Regions from separate parts of the Zea mays genome. Here region 1 is linked to region 2. Evidence: chromatin contacts called from public Hi-C data. All regions are on one chromosome and are shown on one strand. The core of a region is the stretch at or near the end of the contact, and the rest is flanking DNA. Distances in the headings are between cores, read along the strand shown. Region 1 holds the start of LOC103636270. Region 2 holds the start of LOC100191804.

What was found. A called contact is a pair of places that touch in the nucleus more often than the background predicts.
Region 1: a Hi-C map of ear shows a contact between it and region 2, with 2.6 times the contacts expected there. The contact joins the promoter of LOC103636270 here to the promoter of LOC100191804 in region 2. A contact is called at or near these places in 2 of 25 Hi-C or Micro-C datasets (ear and leaf).

Annotation. Positions count from the first base shown.
Region 1 is chr1:72,621,466-72,626,769 of Zm-B73-REFERENCE-NAM-5.0, forward strand. LOC103636270 reads left to right here and starts at 3,967. Exons shown (of 3, transcript XM_008658634.4): 1 at 3,967-4,363. The coding sequence starts at 4,303.
Region 2 is chr1:72,341,931-72,346,758 of Zm-B73-REFERENCE-NAM-5.0, forward strand. It overlaps LOC100191804, which reads right to left and starts at 1,581. Exons shown (of 1, transcript NM_001137229.2): 1 at 754-1,581. The coding sequence starts at 1,455. The coding sequence ends at 982.

The DNA of each region.
Region 1 (5,304 bases), core at 2,717-5,216, 280 kb after region 2:
GAAGGCTGGCCCCTCGGGGGGGTTCAACGGCCGCCTCAAATCGATTAGGTTCTGCGCCCACTACTGGTCAGAGGTTCGATGGCCGGCCCCTCGAAGGGTTCAACGGCCGCCTCAGGCCACTCGGGCTCCGCGCCCATTGCTGATCAGGGGTTCGTAGGCTGGCCCTCGAAGGGTTCACAGTCGCCTCAGACACAGAGCGAGGGATGACCCTGGGTACGTTCGATACATAACCAAGGCTCGGGCTACGCTCCCGAGGTACCCTAGGACATTTCCGAGACCAGCGGGAGCGATCTTGTAACGGAATCCCATCAGAGGGAGGCATCGAGCCCTCGGACCCCGTCAAAGGGGACCGGGTCCGACAGATCACCCGCAGGTACTTTTGGAGCGCGCCTTCGGGCCTCTAGCCGACCCCTAGCAAATGGGGCACGGGCGTCCGCTCGGATTACCCGCCAGCAGCTCACCGGAAACACCATGTTCGGCGCCCTCCGAGGGCAACATGGCGCTTTCCCCCCTCCTCCTTGCGGAAAGGCGACGTAGGGGCGTATGTAAAAAAGACGAGTCTGTCCTTGACCGTCCTCTCGCCCTGTGCAGAGGCTCGGGGGCTGCTCTCGCAAACCCGGCTCCGGCCAAACCGTTGACAGCGTCAACATACCAGCCCGAGAACTTGGGACCCGACCGTGCACTCGGGCTACGGCCAGCTCGCATGAGGGAACAACTAGACCAGCCGAAGTGTTGCGAAACGCACTAAGACCTCGAAGGAGTAAAACTACTCCTCCGAGGCCTCGGGGGCTACACCCGGCGGGTGCGCTCGCGCGCACCCACCGGAACAGAATGCAACCGAAAAAGGCTGGTCCCCTTGCAAAAAAGTGCGACAAAAGCCTCCAAGCGAGTATTAGTACTCCCTTGGAGGCTCGGGGGCTACTGTCGGGGACCATAATTAGGGGTACCCTCAAGACCCCTAAATCCCAGCTGGTAACCCCCATCAGCACAAAGCTGCAAAGGCCTGATGGGTGCGACTAAATAAAGGATCGGTCCATTCAAGGGACACGATCGTGCCTCGCCCGAGCCTAGCCTCGGGCAAGGGAAGCCGGCCCCGGAGAACCTACGTCTCGCCCGAGGACCCCCCTCCAGCAACGGGCACACCGTCAGCTCGCCCGAGGCCCAGTCTTCACCGAGAAGCAACCTTGGCCACATCGCCACGCCGACCGACCAAATCGCAGGGGCATTTAATGCAAAGGTGGCCTGACACCTTTATCCTGACGCACGCCCACCAGTCAACAGAGCCGAAGTGACCGCAGTCACTTCGCCGCTCTACTGACCGGTCTGACAAGAGGACAGCGCCGCCTGCGCCGCTCCGACTGCTGAGCCACCCGACAGAGTGAGGCTGACAGCAGCCAAGGCCGGCCTCGGGCGTCATAGGAAACTCCGCCTCGCCCGACCCAGGGCTCAGACTAGGGCTCAGCCCCGGAAGACGGCGAACTCCGCTCCGCCCGACCTAGGGCTCGGACTCGGGCTTAGCCCCGGAAGACGACGAACTCCGCTCCGCCCGACCCAGGGCTCGGACTCGGGCTCAACCCGGAAGACGGCGAACTCCGCTCCGCCCGACCCAGGGCTCGGACTCGGGCTCAGCACCGGAAGACGGCAAACTCCGCCTCGTCCGACCCCAGGGCTCGGACATGGGCTCAGCCCCGGAAGACGACGAACTCCGCCTCGCCCGACCCAGGGGCTCGACCTCGACCTAGACCTCGGAGGAGCCTCCACCTCGCCCAGCCTAGGGCATGGACCGACCACGTCAACAGGAAGCGCCATCATTACCCTACCCCGAGCTGACTCGGGCTACGGGGAACCAGACCGGCGTCCCATCTAGCTCGCTCCACCATGCGAGTAATGATGGCACCCCCGCATGCCCTGTGACGACGGCGGCTCTCAGACCCCTTACAGAAGCAAGAGGACGTCAACAAGGACTCGACAGCCCCAACAACTGTCCTCCCGCCAGGCTCCAGCACTCCTCTGACAGCCACGACACCACGCGAACTGGGTGCCAAGACCTCTCCGGCTGCCACGATGGCATGTACTTAGGGCGCTAGCTCTCCACCGCTAGACACGTTAGCACACTGCTACACTCCCCATTGTACACCTGGATCCTCTCCTTACGCCTATAAAAGGGAGGACCAGGGTCCTCTTACAGGGGGTTAGTTGGCCCGCGTGGAGAAGGACGGGACGGCGCTCACGCAAGGCCGCTCGCTCCCACTCCCGCGTGGACGCTTGTATCCCCCTACTGCAAGCGCACCCGACTCAGGCGCGGGGCTAACACGAAGGCCGCGGGATCCACTCTCTCACGCCTGCCTCCCTCCGGCTGCTTCCTTTCCCCCCTTCGCGTTCCGCCTCGCGTCGACCCATCTGAGCTGGGGCACGCGGCGATGATTCACTCGTCGGTCCAGGGACCCCCCGGGTTTCGAAACACCGACAATTATACATAGATTCAGCATTCCCTAGACCTTGACTACATATCAAGGAACTTCTTTTATGTCAAAGGAGGTACGTGAATTTGCTGAATTATATAGAATTAAGTTGCTTAATTCATCTTCATATTATGCTCAGGCCAATGGGCAGGCCGAGTCTAGTAATAGGACATTGATTAACTTGATAAAGAAGAAGATATCCGATAATCCTAAGCATTGGCATAAGATTTTGTCCGAAGCTTTATGGGCTCACAGAATATCTAAACATAGTGCTACTAAAGTATCTCCTTTTAAGCTTGTCTATGGGCAGGAAGTAGTGTTGCCTGTGGAAATAAGTTTGAATGCTGTCAGGTTCGCCAGACAAAATGATATAACCGTCATTGATTATTATAATTCAATGATGGATAATATTGATGAGGTGACCGACAAGAGGGTGATAGCTTTGGGAGCAATAGAAAAGGACAAGATTATGGTAGCCAGGGCCTACAACAAGAAGGTCAAAGCGAAGTCATTTCAAGTAGGGGACCTAGTGTGGAAGACCATCCTGCCTCTAAGGAATAAAGACCGGAAGTTTGGGAAATGGTTGCCAAGCTGGGAGAGTCCTTATAAAGTAAAACAGGTAATGTCTGGTAACGCCTATTTACTACAAACATTACAAGGCAAGGATTTACCCAAGGCTTTGAATGGGCGTTTCCTCAAACAGTACCATCCTAGTATGTGGCAAGATGTCTAAGAGAACCGATGTAATCACATCGAGTTAGTTGCTTTTGGTTTACTCAGCTCTACCAAAAGGCAGGGGGCATATGTTGAGCACTTAATTAAGCTGGCGGACGGTCCGGCCCTGAGGCCGGACGGTCCGCGGTTCGGACAGTCTGTGCCTATGGGCCGGACGGTCCGCGCATGCGCAGAGCAGTTTAGGGTTTCGAGTTTTATGCTACGGTTGTTAGCTAGATTCACGAAATTAGCTCGGAAATTAGTTTGTAAAGGGTCCAGCCCCCCTCCTCTATAAATAGAGAGGTATACAGCCGATTTGTAATTATCAATCGAATCAATAACACTTCTATTTCGCATTTATTTCCTGTACAATTAGGAGTAGTTCTAGTCTAGTTCTAGTTTAGCCTCTCAATCCTCAAATTCTCCGCTTCTCTTCGACTCTACGTCGATTAGAGGAGTCTAGGTCGGCCTGCCCGAGCCTAGACAACTCCTAGAATCTCTCCTCCCCGATGGGTCCCTCCCGGGAGCAAGATCCAGGCGCCACCGGCGATCTTTCACCGCCCCTGCGCACGCGCGGACCATCCGGCCTTAGGGCGCGGACCGTTCGGCCGTCAGGCAGAGAACCCTAGCCTCGCGCTAGATCGTGGACCGTCCGACCCCTGGCCACGGATCGTCCGCGCCTGATCAGAGAGCACCGCCGCTGGTTCGTGTTGAGTGTTTGGCGCCAAAAAATACGTCAACAACAATAAAAACGGTTTGTAAAATTTGGTGTTTCCTAGTAGAAAGAGATGTATGCATCGAAACAGTTGTTTGGTTTCTCAAATTTTCCAGCTCGAGATAGGTCGGGAGGACCAGAAATTCAGGGGTAAAACTGTCATACTACCCGCCAGATTCCAAACTCCAGTTCCTTCTCATCATCTCTTGCTTTGTTTTGTTCTTCCGACCTTGCCTCGCCGCATCTGCTCCTCCAGACACAGCGCACCCGCCTTCCTCATCCTGATTCCGTGGCCGGCGGCCGCCTAACCTCAGCCCCCTCACCCCCACCGACGCCGCCGGAGCCCTTGAAGTAGCGGACCCGGGCTCTCGCGCCCATCCGCGTCAGGAGTTCGATGTCCGTTTGCGCCTGATGGATCCGCACCGGCTGACCGGCCCCGCCGCGTCCGACGCCGACGATGCCGATGACTGGGGTACCACTAATATACCCATCCCCATCCCTCGCAACATATTGTGCCGAAGTTTTTCTTACTGCACCATGGTCTCGTTTCCTTGTTTTTTCGGAACTGAATTAGGGTTTGCAGAGCGCAGGCGTTGAACGAACGTTTCACGTGTGGCGAACAGACTTAGTGAGCGCGATGTAATTTTATCTGCGTTTGTGACCTGTGGGTTTAAGGGGAAATCACGGGACCATCCGTAGCACTATATGTAGCAAGAGATATTGGGATTTTTTTTAACGTAACGCAGGAACAGGAGCTAGTTTTAAGGATAACCGGACCCGAAACCTATACAAAATGCACAAACAGGCCAGACAATGAAAGCCTAACCCACACAACTCATCTAGAGGCATCGTTGCCGAGCTCGACCCAAGGGACAAGCAGCTCCTACTCCGTAAGACGGGCCACACATGGCCAAAGAAAACGACTACACCTACATTCAAACACCGGCACAGAAGGGGGAAGATCGCGGTGCGCCGTCGTTGCCAAGCCTCAACATACCCCACACGAGGCAGCTCCGATTCTTCACCAACAAGCTTGAACCTCTGTCCTGCCCTCGGCAAATGCCAAAATCTCCGAAACAATCTAGTCGAAGAAGGGGGTCTCGACATCTGTCATTATTCCCGAGCCACATCCCCTGATGTAATAGCTTCGACTTCACGTTGCAAAGTCCCACCTTCACCCGCATACCAGACCCCGATAAGCGAAAGCAACCACCGAAGGCGAAGCCGTGGCCAAGACAAACTTTAATGCGACACCTTCAGGAAGGGAGCGATGTCGGGGACGACACCGTCACATGTCCGCGATGGACCTGGCTTTCGCCCAAGGAAGACATGATTACATGAATGCGACACCCCCAACAGGGAAGCGACACCCGTGAAGGCTTTCGCCAAAAAGCCCACCCAGCACCAACGTCA
Region 2 (4,828 bases), core at 331-2,830:
GATTATTAGGCTTATTATATTTGATCTAAAACCCTGATTTGGTAAGATATGACTGTCACATTAGTCGATGATTTTTGATCACCCTTTAACGTTGGAGGGTTGTCTAGTGCAGCAACCCGCTATTTTGAAGCAATATAAAAAGATAAACAATAAATCTGTCTTTTTCATCTGCAAGCCATGTTTAATTTTGAAATGGACCTGAGTAGCTATTTTATATGTTTACATGTCCTAAAATTGCTACTGTCCATTGCTGCTATAATTACATATGACATTTATCTGAGTTATATGCTTGTTTTATTCAGAATTAAGATATTTAATATATATAAATATATTGAAAGCATTCTCTAAATTTATAACAGTAATAACGGTAAATGACAAAGACGGGTGAAGGTTTTCTATTTGGGAAGGTTTTTCATTTCAGGCATTGTTCGATTATTTCCATTATACATATATTAAATAGAATTGAAAAGAAGACCTTGTTCGGTTATTCTCATTATATATAGATTAGATAAAATTAGAAAAAAATTAAAAAAAATTAATTTACTTAAGATTTAAATTTATCCAATCTCACTCAATCCATAATCTCACTCAATCCATATCCATAATCTCACTCAATCCATGTCAATCCACATGGATTGAGAACAAATAACCAATCGAACAAGTCCTCAGCAGCAGCGTGTCGTCTTTCACAATGACAAAAATCTCCTCACTAACAAGTGCTGTTAGGGCTACAAGAAAGTGGACCGAAGATTTGACGACAAAGAAGTGTTTTATGCAAGCAAGACCACTAAAATGATTGACAGGTTTTATTCCGTTCACAAGTAGCATCAGCAGTGATTTGAGTAGCTGGTGCTGGCCGCTTCTAGTTACGTAGTATACCGTACACGTGCGGCGGCACATCGGCCGCCAGGTAAGTAGTACTAGTACGTAGTAGCAAACACCCAGAAAATCAAGCGCAGGGCCCGCACGAGGGACACGTCGTCACTTGGCCGCCTCCGCCTCCGCCTCCGCCTTGCGGTTGGCTTCGATCTTGGCGGCGATCCCAGCGGCCTCGTGCTCGGCTGCCTCGAGCAGGAAGCTCCCGCCCTCGTCGTCCACGGCGACCTGGAGCGGCTGGGAGCCGAGCCCGTCGGCGACGGCGAGCATGATGCGGCGCATCTCGTCGTGGAACTCGGCGCGGTCGACGGCGCCGCTGTGGTCGGCGTCGAACTGCTCGAAGACGGCGTCGTAGAGCGCGGCGACCTCGGCGGGGAGCGGCGCCGGCTGGGCGGACCCGAAGCCGCCGCCGTCGAGGAGGCGGAAGGACTCGAGCGCGCGCCGGAGCTCGGCGCGGGACAGCACGCCGTCGCCGTTGGCGTCCAGCGCGGCGAACCGCGCGTCCAGGCTGCGCGCGAAGGCCGCCTCGTCCGCCACGAAGCCGCGCACCGTGGAGCCGTCCAGGATCACCACGCTCATGGTGGCCCCTTCGTCCCTTGGACGAGGCTAAGGCTAGCTAGAGCTGGAGACTCGAGAGCTGCGGATGAGCGGAGAGAATGGATGGAGACTCGAGAGCGGTTTTGGTTTGGTGACTGCTCTCCCTCTGCTTCTCCCGGTTGGGTTCGGCTCATGTTTATCCTCCCCCGACCCCGTGATATTTTTGGGTCCGGATGTGGCCAGTGATCACTCGTCTCAACCCACGTGCGCGTGCGCCCCTTGGGCTTGGGCTCCTTCGAACAGGGTGGGATATGAGGAGGTTAAATCTCCTTCTATTTTAAATAGAAGAAGATTTAATCCACTTCTATCTCATTTCATCCATCTCTAATCGAATAAATCCTAAATCAAAAATGATTTATTTTTATTTAGAACTAAATTAATTACACCATCTCTAATCGAATAAATCATAAATCAAAAATGATTTATTTTTATTTAGAACTAAATTAATTTGTAATGTAAGAAATCCAATGGTTTTGTAACTTAAAGTAAAAGGAAATAGTCATCGTGCAGTGCGATACTATTATTCTAGCACGGTGGGCACAGACGATACGAGGTGGTGGTTTGGTTTGGTTCGGTCCAACCGGGGCAGTCTTAGGAAGATAAATAATGAAAAAAGGAGTAGTAGTTTTACTTTGGACATTCTGATGCGCCGGTGTTTTTTTTATCGTTAATACTGACGACGCGAACCTCGCCTTTATCATCTGTCATCATTGCGACCGCCCCTTGGATGGGAAGAATCTAATCTGCCCCGTCTCACGGGTTGATTTGGTGCTCCACGGTCGACGGTGACGCTTGAGATGAGTGAGCACTCGACGCGAAACCACGCTCCTATCGCTTGATTGAGACCTGAGAAATTAGCCGCGGATCTTCCGATGTATGCTGTATATACACAAGTCCAGTTGAAGCGATTCAACGTCGACTATCTAGGACTTGTAACCAACCACTATTGGAACCCGGCCTCGTGATTGATTGGGCAACCCTCTCCTCACCGTATCTAGCAGCTCTCTTGCTTTGCTTTAATAGGGAATACGAGTAAATTTGGAGGTGAAGAAAGTAAAAAAGAATAAAAAAAAAGAGAAGTAGATGGCCGGCCGACCATTGATGCCCTCTTTTTTTTTTGTCAACTTTGTTTCATCGGTCGCTTTTCTGGAATCCAAAATAAAGCATGTGAGTAGAGATGTTGATGGTACCCAATACCCACTAAGTCGTGGGAAATTACTCTATTAGGGTACGGGTATAAAACAAAAATTGTCCCCATGGTATGGATATGGGATAAAGTCTCCACTCATTGAGTAAACGGGTATGAGTTTGGGAAGCAATAATCCAAACCTGATTACCCATGGATATTTCATACGTGTACACCTGTCCTGTTTGTATGAATGAGTTGAGTCTGAGTCGGCCACCAAGCCCAGCACGGCAGCACACCAGGTCTAGGTCCTATCCCAACAAGGCAACACGGCCAGACAACTAGTAGACTAGAAAAAAACAAAACACTAAAATAATCAGCCATACGCTACACCCTGCCAGCCAGCCAACCGACTCCATTTCTTCATTTCTTCTATTGGTCCCGAAGTACTGATTTCTTTTCTAATAGATGGTTGAATGGATCATGGTTCATGGATGAGTACTTGACATGTGGTGATGTCTGAAATCTAGATAGTTTGTGCTAGCTGTTAATACCTAGTTATCCCTTAATTGGAGATGTGGACCCATTGGAGACCTAAAACCCGAATAGGGCTGGGTATGGGATAGGTTTGCACCCATGATGGGTATGGGTATGTGGATGGATCAAACATGATGGAGCTGGGTTTGGGATGCTATAACCCGGTGGAGAATTCCTCATTGACATCTCTACATGTGAGATTAGGGGTGGTAATGGATTACTATCCATATGCACCTTCACAAAGCGTTAAGGTCCTTAAATAATTTTAGTTTAAAAATAAATTAAAATAAAGTCTGATCCTAATCCGATTCGATCCTTAAAATTTATAGTGTAAAATCTAGGGCACATTACCACCCTTATGTGAGATAGACGAGGAAGAGAGGTGTCGACCGACCCCTCCTACACTAGGAAGCATATCCACCTGCAGCTAAACTGATGTGTGGGATCAGGTCTAGACTGTATCCACATGCTAGTAACCCATCTGCAGTTATATCCTAGTAAGTAATTGTAGAGGATCCACTTGTTCTACATTTACACTCGTTTGGCTATATATACCTAATCGAGATGAGCTCAAATATACACAAAAGCTTTACAATAATTTGATGTTCAAGCTCCCCTTCTCTCTCAAGTTTAGTATAAGTTTCTATCAAGTTTAGTCGATAGCTTAGCTATAACAAGAAAATCTCAAAATATTATTGTTTTTAGTTGTATTTTCAAACTTGTCTTGATCCTTGGTACTCTCAAAGAAGCCTGTTTATATCCCACCAAAACAATTTATGTACTGTCAGTGGTTTTTATGGAGACGACCACGCTCCATAAAACGGTTGCCTTTCCACTAACGGCTAACTACTAACATTATTTTTGTTGTCTTGTTTTTTTCTCTTCTCTAGGATGAAGAACTGATTCAAGAATGTGAAAGAAGTTGCAATAGGGAGATCTCATACATTTTTTTGAATAAAGCTTTTACTGTAGGGGGTCCCTACAATATTCATTTTATTTATTTTCTATAAACATGTTTAGAGATTACATTTTCGTATTACAATGTTTGCATCCAATGTCCGACGTTTTCAGCTACCATATCCCGCATCTTGTAAGGTATATGTTTGACTTTTGATAATTGACATGGAGCCACGTTGAGTCTGCAAATGAATTCAATAAGGCCTTGAGGAAGAAAAGCTGCCTAGGGCAAGCCTCCATTACCAGAATTGTGTCATCAACATGTTATATAGTTTGGAAATCATGCCCTAAAGTTGTAGTCAAGGGGAGCTTGATGATATCGATGTCTTTTTCCTTATTGAGTATGGATTGGAGGAGATCCGCTGCAAGGATGAACAAGAGTGGTGATAGAGGGTCCCCTTGGCATACTCCTCTTTTGCAATGAAACGTTTTCCCTGGTACTCCGTTTAACAGAACAGACGATGTCCCAAAGCCCATGATCATATACATCCACTTCAACCATTTGGTTTCGCAGCCCTTGTGACGAAGTATATCCATTATGGCATTGTGTTCTATTTTATCAAAAGCCTTTTCAAAGTCAAGCTTTAGAATAACCACTTACCTTTGAGATTGTTTGCACATATAAATATATTCAAAGGCCCAAGCTAGACAATCCTGAATGGTGCGCCCTCTGATGAACCCATATTGGTTTTTGTGGATGAGGTTGGTGATAACTTTTTGGAGCCTATTAGCTAG